Regions from separate parts of the Danio rerio genome. Here region 2 is linked to region 1. The links are chromatin contacts, called in public Micro-C maps. All regions are on one chromosome and are shown on one strand. The core of a region is the stretch at or near the end of the contact, and the rest is flanking DNA. Distances in the headings are between cores, read along the strand shown. Region 1 overlaps si:ch211-185a18.2. Region 2 overlaps si:ch211-185a18.2.

Region 1 (5,994 bases), core at 2,558-5,057:
TGTATGTAGTTCTAGTATCTTTTACTCATCCTCAAGTCATTCCTAACTTCTATTACTCTCTTTCATCAGTGGGACACAAAAAGAGTTTTTTCGAAGAATGTTCATGCTTCTCTTTTTCTTACAAATAAAAGTATAAAATGATAATTAGCTTCTAGAAAGATTACCATAACAGCACTTTTAAAGAAAACCATGTAACTTGTGCACGTTATGAGTCTTCAGAGGTCATGTGATAACTTTCAAGGACTCGTTAAATGCTTGATTCTGATTGGTAGATTAAAAAATTAAAGGGGTATTTTTCCTAAAAATGAACATTTCATCAACATTTACTCACCCTCAAATGGTTCTAAACCTTTATGATTTTGTTCTGTTCAACACAAAATAAGATATTCTGAAGAATGTTGGAAACCAGCAGCATCGGCATCCACAGGAGGAACAAATAATAGCATGATATATACTATCATGGATATCCACCGCTTTCCTACTTCATTCCCAATCTACAAATATGCTCATTCTCCACGTTTCCTCCTCAGGAAAATATTGGCCATCAATGCCTCCGCGCTCCAATAATGAGATTCTCAAAGCCAAAGGCTGAAGGAGAACATCAGTTTCTGTAATTAACGAAGACCAGAGAATGGATGAGAGTTTAAAATATCGTTCATGGGTTGAGAATTAAACTAATTACAATATGTGCAGCTAAATTGGCTTTTCAGTGAATTGGTATGGAAGGGGTGTGTGGTGCATTGCCGATATTAGTCTTAAGGATTTGAGGATCACTTGAGCATGCACATGGAGACGTAAACCCCTCATATTTACCGTTAACAAGCAGCATAGGACGCCCCGCATATTGAGCATTGGGCCGATTCCTGCCACTCGGTCGTACAAGGGCAAAGCGTCAGTTAGCACCGAAATAGCATAGCAGTCATTAGACGGGAGGTGGAGGCAGGCAAATCTGTGTTGTTCTCAAAAGCTTTTGTGGAAGATGCTGGGAAAACGAGTGTTTATAATGAGAATGAAGATTCATGGATGGGGTTGGCGCTCCAGAAATGCATGAGCTGTTCCACAGTGACCCCTTTTGGTTTGAGAAGGAGACTCATCGTCTACGAGGAAGCTCGGTTCGCTGAGGCTTTGCAGTAGAGAGAAATTGTTTTGCATTGATGTGCCGAAGGTGTTAAGTTGCTCTTAGATGTTTGGCATTATTATGAATATGACATGAGAGACGTTTGGCTCAGAAATGTTGTGAAATATGAACATTTTGAGGATGTCATAGTGAGTGTAAGCATATATTTATAATGTCTGTATTTATTTTTTGTTCATGTGGTACTTTTTTTTATTTTTATTTTTCCATTGGTTGTAGATTTATATATCACTTGTTCTCAACCATTTTGATACATATTGTTGATTCAATCTATTTAAAAGCTTTACAGCCATATCATAGGTCCAGCGCTCTTGAAAAACCCTTAAACATTTACTTTTCGAGTGCCTTGGACTCATGATTTTGTTGTTTATTTTTATGAATTCCTTGTCCAAAGAGCACAGATGAATTAATTATCTCTGAAGCACTTTTTGTTTGATTTTGGTTCTACAGTGGTCAGCAAATATAAGTACACCCCTTACAAATCTCTCATATAAATTCATAATTTTAATAGTAAGCTATACAGTGTTATATTTGTGCATCTACATTAGATTAGTCAGTACTGAAGCCAAATCTGGAACCTATCTAACAAAATAACTTACGATAACGGTCTAAAACTAGTACATCCAAATGTACATGTTAGGGGAAAATGTAAAATACAAATAAAAAAAGTGGAGAAATCAAGAGAAGCAAAAAAATTGAAAAATTTAGTTGAAATTTTGTAGGTTCTAATTTTTTTGCTATATTTTGCTTGAATTTAATTGTATTTTTTCAATTTCTAAATATATTTGGTGACTAAAATATGATTTTAATAAATACATCTGTTTATTAAATCTGTTTTCTTTAAATGAACCAAAATACATTGCCTATATTCACTGAGAAACTTAATTATGCTGAGCCCTGTTTATAAAAAAAGCTTTGTCTGGTGCCACTCTTTGCAGTATTTTAAATAAATAAATACTATCAAGTAATAATAAATTCAAACTCTTTTTAAGCAGTTAATTTGCACTGAATCCCAAATCCAGGGTCTCTGCTGGGTCTTAAAAAGTCTTAAATTTCAGAAAAACAAAACTTTAGGCCTTAAAAAGTCTTAAATTCACTGAAATATTGTCTTAAAGGTCTTATTTTCCCTATGTCCAAGTAAAGCTATAATCTGGTCAACACCCAATCATCTATAAACCTTTTATATTTACGTTTGTTTTTATATTGCAAATAGAAACAATTCACAACAACTGTTACACTGTAAAAAATATATGATCAATTAGTTCTGACAGCATGTTTTTAGTTCATTGTACTTTATTAAAACCATTTACCGTTATTAAACACGTTATTATTATATTACCGTTATTAAAACCGTTATTAACCATGTTTTAACTTAATTTGATAAGTTACGCGAGCTCTTATAAGTCAGTTTAACATAATATAAGTTCAATGGACTCATAAGGTTAATTTTATTCAGCTTAAAATTTAAGGCCACCAGGATTTTTTTTTTTTTTTTTTACAATGTAGACATTTCTACAGCAAATTCTCTAAAATAAATTTCTTAATCAGGGAAATAATACTAAAGCAACACATCCCTTAACATACAGTAATCTTCCATTAAAAACTATTTACTAAACTGGACCATTAGAAAAAAATCCTTAGTGTTTAGCTCTGTCTAAGTCTAAAATTTCATTAATAATGGTCTTGAAGTTGTCTTAAAAAGTCTTAAATTTGACTTGAAGAAACCCTGAAATCAAATCAAATCAAATCAGCTGCATAAAATAAAATGTTTCCGATTTTCGGATACACCCAAAAATGTCAATTTGCCGATATGTGACTTTTTTTTACCAGTAGAACAATAAAAAGTGTTTTCAGCTAAATCGGTGGTCCTTGGTGATGCATAAAATGCAAATCCACAGCTACCGGACATTTACAAAACATTATGTACAGAATGATTTACTTTAATCCATAGCTTCAGCAAGTTCACGACAGTCAGGCTGCATTTTATCATTGTAAAGTTAATGATTTGAAGCCGTTTTATTATCATCGAAGCTTATCTAGAACAACATGTGCTATCCTTTGATTTGCTAAAGTTGCTACTATTCTAAGTAATTTTTCACTCTAGTGGAGGATAAACAGATGAAAAAAAATGTCAAAGACTTGGACTGAGCCAAATCCAAAGACTAGAAAATCATAGAAAGCTGGAAACTTTCCAGAAGACCCTAGCAACCTTTCAGAGGACTGTTACTTCAGCACATGTCTACAAATCGAGTGTCTTCTGTCTGTTGGCAGTCGTACAACTATAAAAAGTCCTTTTTTACTTTGACTCTCTAATTGTTCGAATGGCAATTAGGATCGGAGTTATGAGCTCAGAAATATAAACATTTTCCAAACACTCAGAGCCATAAAAATTTGAGTGTGTTGCACATAATTAAGTGTGTTTTCAGGGACTGGCATGTATTCGGCCCACTTGTAGTTTTCCCAACAACCAAATAAAGGCCACAGCTACTTAAGTCCAGACCCCGGTGAGCAAGTTCTCTCTCTCCTCTCTTGGACCGCGGACACGGACCCCTGCCAGCTCCTAAAATGTCATTCCTCTGAGGTCTCCAGTGCCTCAGCTTTGGCTCGGCCAGTTCTGATGGAGCCATAAACTTCAAACGGGCCCAGCGCCCGCCTGGCAGAATGCATTTCTCCCTCTCTATTTTTTTTTTTCCTCTGGCGGCCGGCCACTGGAAATGAGCTAATCGCTCCTTACACAGACCTCCCTGAGTCCGAGCCAAAGGAATCTGAGCATTATCCAAACCAATGACCGAAATGTTGAAAGCTGGCTCGCGGATCCAGCCATGGAATTATACAAGACAAACGTCCTGCTTTCCTTCCCTTCTGCTAAGACCGTAATGACCACTGAAAATTGCACTCAGACTAACATATGTTTGCCATTACCCCACGGCACACGGTGTGCACTTTTATTTGCTGTCATTTGCGTTGAAAGTTAAATATCCGATCCAGTAAGCTGTCAGGGGTATTTTTTGTTGTAGCGTGTTGTCAGTAAGTCTCTTCTGTTGGCAGATTTAGAGTGGAAGTCTGAATTATTAGACCTTCTGAATTTCCAATTTCCTCCCCAATTTCTGTTAAACAGAAAGAAGATTTTTTTAACACTTTTACAAACATGATAGTTTTATAATAAAGATAAAACTTCTTTTATCTTTGCTATGATTACAGTAAATAATATTTGACTAGATATATTTCAAGACACTTCTATACAGCTTATAGTGATATTTAAAGGCTTAACTAGGTTAAGTTAGGGTAAATAGGCAAATCATTGTATAATGATAGTTTGTTCTTTAGACAATCCAAGACACCCTGGAGAACTTTTTTTGAAATTTTAACAAATTTGTGTGCTGAGCATCAATTAGGACAGCGTTAGCACCTGTCAGCTTTAATTGTGGGGAAATTGGATAATTTTGAGCTTTTGTCAGCTAGTTTCATCGTCCAGGTTTAAAATAATTTTTTAGGGCGGGATCAAAATCGGTGACGGAGCCACATCTGCTTTTAAAGTTATGATGCGTCGGTTTCTCATCATTATTCATAGCTGAATTTTCTTATCCTATGAGAAGACCCTGCATCCTAAGTATTCATGAGAGCACTTGCTTTCCGAAGGCAAGGCAGACCTGCCGAGTTGTTAGACTGGGTGAGAGCGCGTTTGCGCATGGCAAGGAGTATTTAGCTGTTCATAAAGGGTCATATGTGATTGTTTTCTTGATTCATGGGTTTGTTGCATGTTTTTCCCCGCGATGCTGTCAGGGCCGAAACAGCAAAGCTGTTGGTTTGCAGCAAGCATTTTTGTCGGGAGAGCTCTATGAGAAATGGAGAACTTTGGCCCAATCCCAATTCTACCCCTCAGTCCTTCCTTTACCCCTACCCTTCGTTTTGCTCGTTCACTTATTTTGAAGGCATAGGGCTAAGGGGAGGGGTTAAATACCCTTCGAAAGAGAGTTTTTTTCAGGACCACACTCGAAACCAAGGGGTAAGAAAATTTCCCAGATTACACCAGGCACAACAGCTGGATAGCTACACCCGGAAGTCAGGAGATGCACACATTTTTGTTTTTTGTCATTATTACAAATTTTGGTCCCACTTTATATTAAGTGGACTTAACAAATATGTACTTACACAGGAGTTAATAGTTTGTTACAATGTACTTATTGTGTAAATACACGTATTTACTGTGTACTTATGCTTGATTAAATACATGTATGTAAATACATCTGTAATGAACTTTTTTTAATTACATTTGTAAATACACTGTTGACCATCCCTTACACCTTAACCCACCCTTAAACCTACCCATGCCACCAAACCTGTCCATAACCCAACCTCTATCCCAAAAAAAGCACCACAAATGTTCTCAAATACATTATAAACACAGTAAGTATATTGTATTTATTTTTTGATGCAAGTACATAGTAGTTAAGGACACTTAATGTAAAGTGGGACCCAAATTTTTTATGACAAACAAATGTTTTTAATATCTTCATAACTGCTCTCGTGTTTTACCGTCATGCTTAAAAAACCCCGCTAAATTTTACTTTCTATAATGCTTAATATTAACTCCTGTAGAGCAGTCCCACAACATTCTGACACTCGAATACCCTGTCAGAAAAGTCTAGTAACTGGTAATGAGCTTTTTACAGTGTCTGCTAAAACTGTTCATTTTAATGTTGTTTTTCTTGTGTTTACATTGATGAATATGGCCACTTGTACAGTTACGATCTTATTGCCACATTAGATTGTTATGGTAACCTGAAATCGTTGCCTTTAGTGATTTCCTGCAGATAAATACCAAAAAATAACGCAACTGGAATAACTACAGCAGTCGC
Region 2 (5,600 bases), core at 1,789-4,288, 120 kb before region 1:
TGGCCACCCCTGATATAGATGATCTTTAGTTCTGGCGGGAACACTTTTAGCTTAGATTAGCATAGATTAATGAATCGTATTAAACCATTAGCATCTACCCTCAAAGATGAACAAAATAGTTCTGAATTGTCTCTAACAAATATTTACATGTATAAATCCTTTTGTCCAATAGTTCCTTGATTACTACACCAGAATGAGAGTATAGTTCCTAGCTATATGCTAACCTAAAAAATAGCAACTTTTCATTTTCCGTCTTAGTATGTGATGTAACTACAGAAGAGTCAAGCTTCAAATAGAAAAAATTATCAAAATTCTTCACTCACTATTGAACGAGATGCTAACGGTCCAATCCGATTCAATGATTTATGCTAAGCTAAGCTAAAAGTGTCAGATCAAGAAGTCAGCTGAAGGTATTCAATAACTGTAAAACTAATCTGTTTAACTTTAGGGAAGTTGTAAAATGAACATATCCAAGAATAAGTGATTCATAATGATACACAAAAAAATAATAAGCAAAACCGATTGGCCTGAGCAATACGTATAACATTATTATTTCCTTTTAAAGTCCTGAGCGGTTTCCTAACAGTTGGCAGCGCAAGCTTCCTGATGCACAATGACGCATGTATTATCTGATATTGTTTGTTTTTGCTTTTTGATATAGGTTGCAGCATCCAGGAGAAGTACAATTAATTTTGATGAATAATATAACATGCGCACTCATGCTCCGGTATAAACAACGTGAGTGTTTGCACCTGCACATATGTCATTATGCAACAGGAATTGTGCGCTTCTGACTGTCGTGAATGCACACAGGGTTGTTTGCTGTGGCTCTGGATTTTAAGTAACAATGTTATCAGTGATGTTCAGATTTTTACACCGATCATTATGCTTTCACTAGGAGCCATGAATTAGGGCTGCACAATATATTATTTGGTTATCGATTTCGCAATGTGTGAATATGTTATAGTCACATCACGGGATGTGCAATGTGGAGTCGGGATTAAAGTTGACTTGGTACAACAGTTCAGAGCACATGACATTTTTGGAGTCATTTCAGTTCAACTATTCATTCATTCATTTTTCTTCGGCTTACTCTCTATTTCAGAGGTTGCCACAGCGCAATGAACCACCAGCTATTCCAGCATATGTTTTTACGCAGCAGATGCCCTTCTAGCTTTAACCCAGTATTCAGAAACTCCCATACACACTCATTCACACACACTATGAACAATTTTAGTTTCACAGGGAGGTGTCTGTGGTCTGCACTGACTCGGTAGGTGCAAAGAGTGTCAAACAGCTGTGTGTGTGTGTGTACGTGTTTTTGTGACATATCAAGACACAAATCTGTATAATGACATGGGTATGACACAGGTATTACAAAAAGGAGGTGAATTATAAGGACATTGGTGACGTCCTCATTTCTCAAAATGCTTATGAATCCTACAGAATGAGTTTAATCAGAGTAAAGCTGCACACAGTCTCCTGTGATGGTTGGGTTTAGGGGTGGGGTGGGTTGAGGGCAATACAATATACGTTTTGGACTGTATAAAATGAATGGAAACCTGTGTAATGTCCCCACTTTTCACAAAAACAAATGTACGTGTGTGTGCGCGTGCGTGTGTGTGTGTGTGTGTGTGCGTGTGTGCGCGTGTGTGTGTGTGTGTGTGTGTGTGCGCGTGTGCGTGCGTGCGTGGGTGTGTGCTATCCTGTCGCAAAATCCGGCGAAAAGCCCTTCATGATGGTAATAATTAGATTAAGGTGTTTACATGTCTAATGCACTTTAATATTGCGACTACAATCGGCATACTCGTCTTAATTCGATTTCTCTTTATTTCGATTATGACCTTAATCTGATTATCTTATATACTTAATCAGAGTATTGTCTTAATCGCATTAAAATTGAATTATTGGTGTCCATGTAAACGTAGTCAATGTCTCCCTTTACATTGAACTTTGAGTGTATTACATTCAGAGATGTTGTTTATGTTCACACGTCTACATTACAAATGAACTAAAGTTTCAAATATGATATTGTAGTGGACCACCTTTTTAAATATTGCAATTTTTCTAATACCACACAGCCCTACAATGAACACTCATTTTAGTTTCCCTGCATATGTTTTGGTAGCCATGGACTTACATGATATAAATCAGCAAGGAGAAACAAGTGGAAGCTTTATAACTAAAATAAAAGTAATCATGGAACTGTTAGCTCTATTATTTGTCAAATGAATTTTCTTTTTTTATGAAAAAAAAACTTTTAATGTTTAAACTTGAAAACTTTACAAAAAAAAAAATCTAAAAGTTGAGCTTTATGAAACAGCTGTTGTTATTTCCACTTCAGTGATTTTAGCAGCACCGTAGGTGTGATGAAAAATGAGGCCCTGATTTAGCCGAGTGAAGGTTTTATGCATATACTTTACAGCTATCTGACTCCGGAGGTCGTTTTTTGGTCAGCGTCTATCTTGTTTTCTCACTGGCTTTTGGCCGTCTCTCTGCTATTCATCACGTATCTCCCATCTCATTGTGCTTTTGTTTTTTGTTCAGGAGCCAAACCTCTTCTCGTTTCATCCGTCTGACTAGTCCACATTTTTGTTAATCAGAACCAGAGCCGCTCCAGGAGTCCGACGTCCCACAAGGAGCCACTTGCCTGGGGTGAATTCTGGCGGTTTGCTTGTGATTATTCACATTCCATGGGACATTTTTTTTTGTTTTGTTTTGGATTTGAAATGTGGGCCAAAGAGTACACCGAGTACAGCTTTCCCTTTTCCACTCGTGTCTTCAGCATTTTGCAGCTTCCCAGAAAACATTGCCCAGTTTTCCCCAAATTTAAAACCCATTACTGAATCTCAGCCAGTGGCTAAATCAACCTTGTGTTCCCATGTTGTCTGCAGGATAGTCAGATATATGTAATATCCACCAAGGGAGTTCAGAGCGAGGATGAGTCATAGCTAGTGCAGTTTTAAATCACAGGCTTCATTCACACCCCTGAACGCCGGCATCGTCTTTTTAAAGGTTGTGATTTGCTCATTCACACACACACACTCATGCTGTTGCTGCATCCGCTATAGCCAGGAGGACTCCTGCTGGTCAGTATGTGCTGTTGCAGGCTGCCTCATTTGTTTTGGATTTCTTCGGAGGTAATTGCATTCTTACTTGGTTTGAGCTGTTGAATAGTTTATTGACTGTACAATCTCTTCCATTTTTTTTGACTTCATCTAAATCAGCATCAAAAGAAGTCACATGTGTCGATATTTCATACATATCTCTGAAACACAAAGACGCCTCTTTATTGATTATTGGCACACAACAACAAAAGCGTTCCCTTCAAGTTCACATTCTTAAATGGCACTAAAGTCGAAATCCTTTAAGTTTGTTTTTTGTCATACACATTACTGGTCTTAAAAGGAAAGATTTATTTTTATGTTTTGTTTCATCATTCATTTTCTTACTATAAAGCCTTTTTATTTTTGCTTGTATCCTCTATTGAAGCTCACTTTTCACATTTCCATTGGGTAAACTGAAACCTCCCTCTTTCTTATTGATTATGTTGTTTTGCTTATAAATGCATTGTACATTTTTTTGTACAGAAAGGTTCTTTGTTGGTATCGATGGTTCCTTATGGCTGATTTTAAAGCTTCTTTGTGTTAGAATTTGTATTGAATCATGTATTGATTCCTTTTTTTTTATTGCTGATGTGTAAACAGTTAAATATGTGTAAAAAGTGTGTAAAGAACTTAAAAAAGAGACTTTACCTGACTTTCTTCTCCTTTATGCTAAATATTTCTAATTTTCCCTGGCAAAAGTGATGCATCCCTTGACCACAAAAGCACTTTTATTTTGCATGGGTATTTATTTTGCATGGGTTGGGTCCATAGATGATGCCATCATCCATTGCCGATGGCTGGTTGACATCACGATGCTGATTCGGCATCGCGATCCTACACCCCGCCCCATCACAGCAGCAACTCGCTCGCGAAAAATACACACCTAGGCCCCGTTTACACTAATACAACTTAGTTTTAAAATGACATTTTAGAACGAAAACGATCCACGTCCACACAGGCATTTGATCTAGCATTTCTGAAAAGATCTCTGTCCACTCTTTACCGCTGAAAACAGACATCATATGACCACACACACAAACACTCTGTCCTTTTTAGCACAAAACCGGGTCACAAGTTTGTTTTTAAAAAATGTAACTTGTTTTTGCAAATGCTGCACAAGTGGAATTTAGGGAGACTTTTTACTTTTAGGGATCAAAAATGTTAGAGAATAACTTTATTTCCATGCAGTCAGCGGGTGCATTGAGCACAAAACCCCAGAGAGCAGTGCACATCGGGCAGTTTATCAAGGATGTACGGCTGGATTGCTTCTTACTATAGTTGTTAAACGTGATATTCATTTAATCTTTGTCTATATCTAATGACTCTTTGGTCTATTGAATCTATCAGGTCACAGCATCAGTACACTGCTTCAATCTTTCGCTTTCATGCTTGTACAAGTAATTTTAGCGTAAACCTTAGATACTGTTGGTTGGTTCCTGTTGGTTGTGCACCTTTTTTACCAACCAAATTTGTTAACGGCATTATAAGGACACAGATCACTCTGCCTATTCATGCCAAAGTCCCACTGAAAAACTGATTGACAGATTGTAATTTGTGTGTAACTTTATTTATTTATGATTTGGTTATGGGTGAAACAAAGCCGAATGCGGGTCAGGTAATTGAAACGGTAGGCTACAAATAATTTGTTCGTTATAAATGAATGAATGAATTAATATACAACGACGCTGCCATCGTCCGTTCCGATGTTTTACATTAGACATTGTACGATGCCAAATTGGTCGACATCACCCAACCCTAATGGGTTAATTTTTGGCAATAGCTAAAAATGCAGTTCACTGTCACTTGTCTTTTTTTTTTCCTTTTATGCCAAAAATCATTAGATTATGAAGAAAAATAATGTTCTGTGGAGATATTTTGTAAATTGTCTACCCTAAATATATCAATGTCATTTTTGTAAAATGCATTGCTAAGCACTAAGGCTGAACTATTTATCCGCTAGGCGTGGGCCAGTCTATTGTACATTTCCGACGGTTTGATAACCTTGGATAAAAATAACATGGTTTTTCAGTATCACCGTATTGTGATTACTGCTCTAAATTAAGTTCTTTTTAAATGTCTGGGTAAAAAAATGTTATTACAATTTATTTTATTTTAATAAACATTTATAATATTTTTGGAACAGTAAACATGTTGAGCTAAATAATTATAATACATCGCTGACTTCTGCTTTCTTCGTTAGTTTAAAAACACAGATAACACATAATAAATACATAATAAAAAACCTTGGGAACTGTATAACAGAAAATATAAGTGGTAATAAAACCTTGACTTTTCAAAATCACGGTAAACCTTGAAACTGGTTATCGCACCATGCCTAGTATCCGCAATAGCAGGCTATTCACAGGGTCTTTAAAAGTTTTGCAATGTCTTAAATTTCAAAAACAAAATAAAGGCCTTAAAAATTTGTACATTTTCTGTTAAATAATTTTAAACTGGTCTTAATTCTAAAAGACACTCATCCAATCACCAACA

What was found. Hi-C and Micro-C count contacts between places; a contact is called where the count stands out from the background.
Region 2: a contact with region 1 is called in a Micro-C map of caudal fin, with 4 times the contacts expected there. The contact joins two enhancer-like sites. A contact is called at or near these places in 2 of 18 Hi-C or Micro-C datasets (caudal fin and hematopoietic stem cells) and 1 of 4 datasets of contacts at active chromatin or transcription factors (caudal fin).

Annotation. Positions count from the first base shown.
Region 1 is chr17:12,379,889-12,385,882 of GRCz12tu, reverse strand. The region is part of intron 19 of si:ch211-185a18.2; the gene reads left to right. Among named protein-coding and RNA genes, the nearest start is that of irf2bpl, 140 kb to the left of the region's middle. Within about 2 kb of position 3,807, at least 13 of the 62 cell types and tissues checked have an H3K27ac peak or open chromatin away from gene starts, as enhancers often do. A contact at or near this core is called in caudal fin, where this site is marked.
Region 2 is chr17:12,499,764-12,505,363 of GRCz12tu, reverse strand. All of the region lies in intron 9 of si:ch211-185a18.2, which reads left to right. Among named protein-coding and RNA genes, the nearest start is that of irf2bpl, 25 kb to the left of the region's middle. Within about 2 kb of position 3,038, at least 21 of the 62 cell types and tissues checked have an H3K27ac peak or open chromatin away from gene starts, as enhancers often do. A contact at or near this core is called in caudal fin, where this site is marked.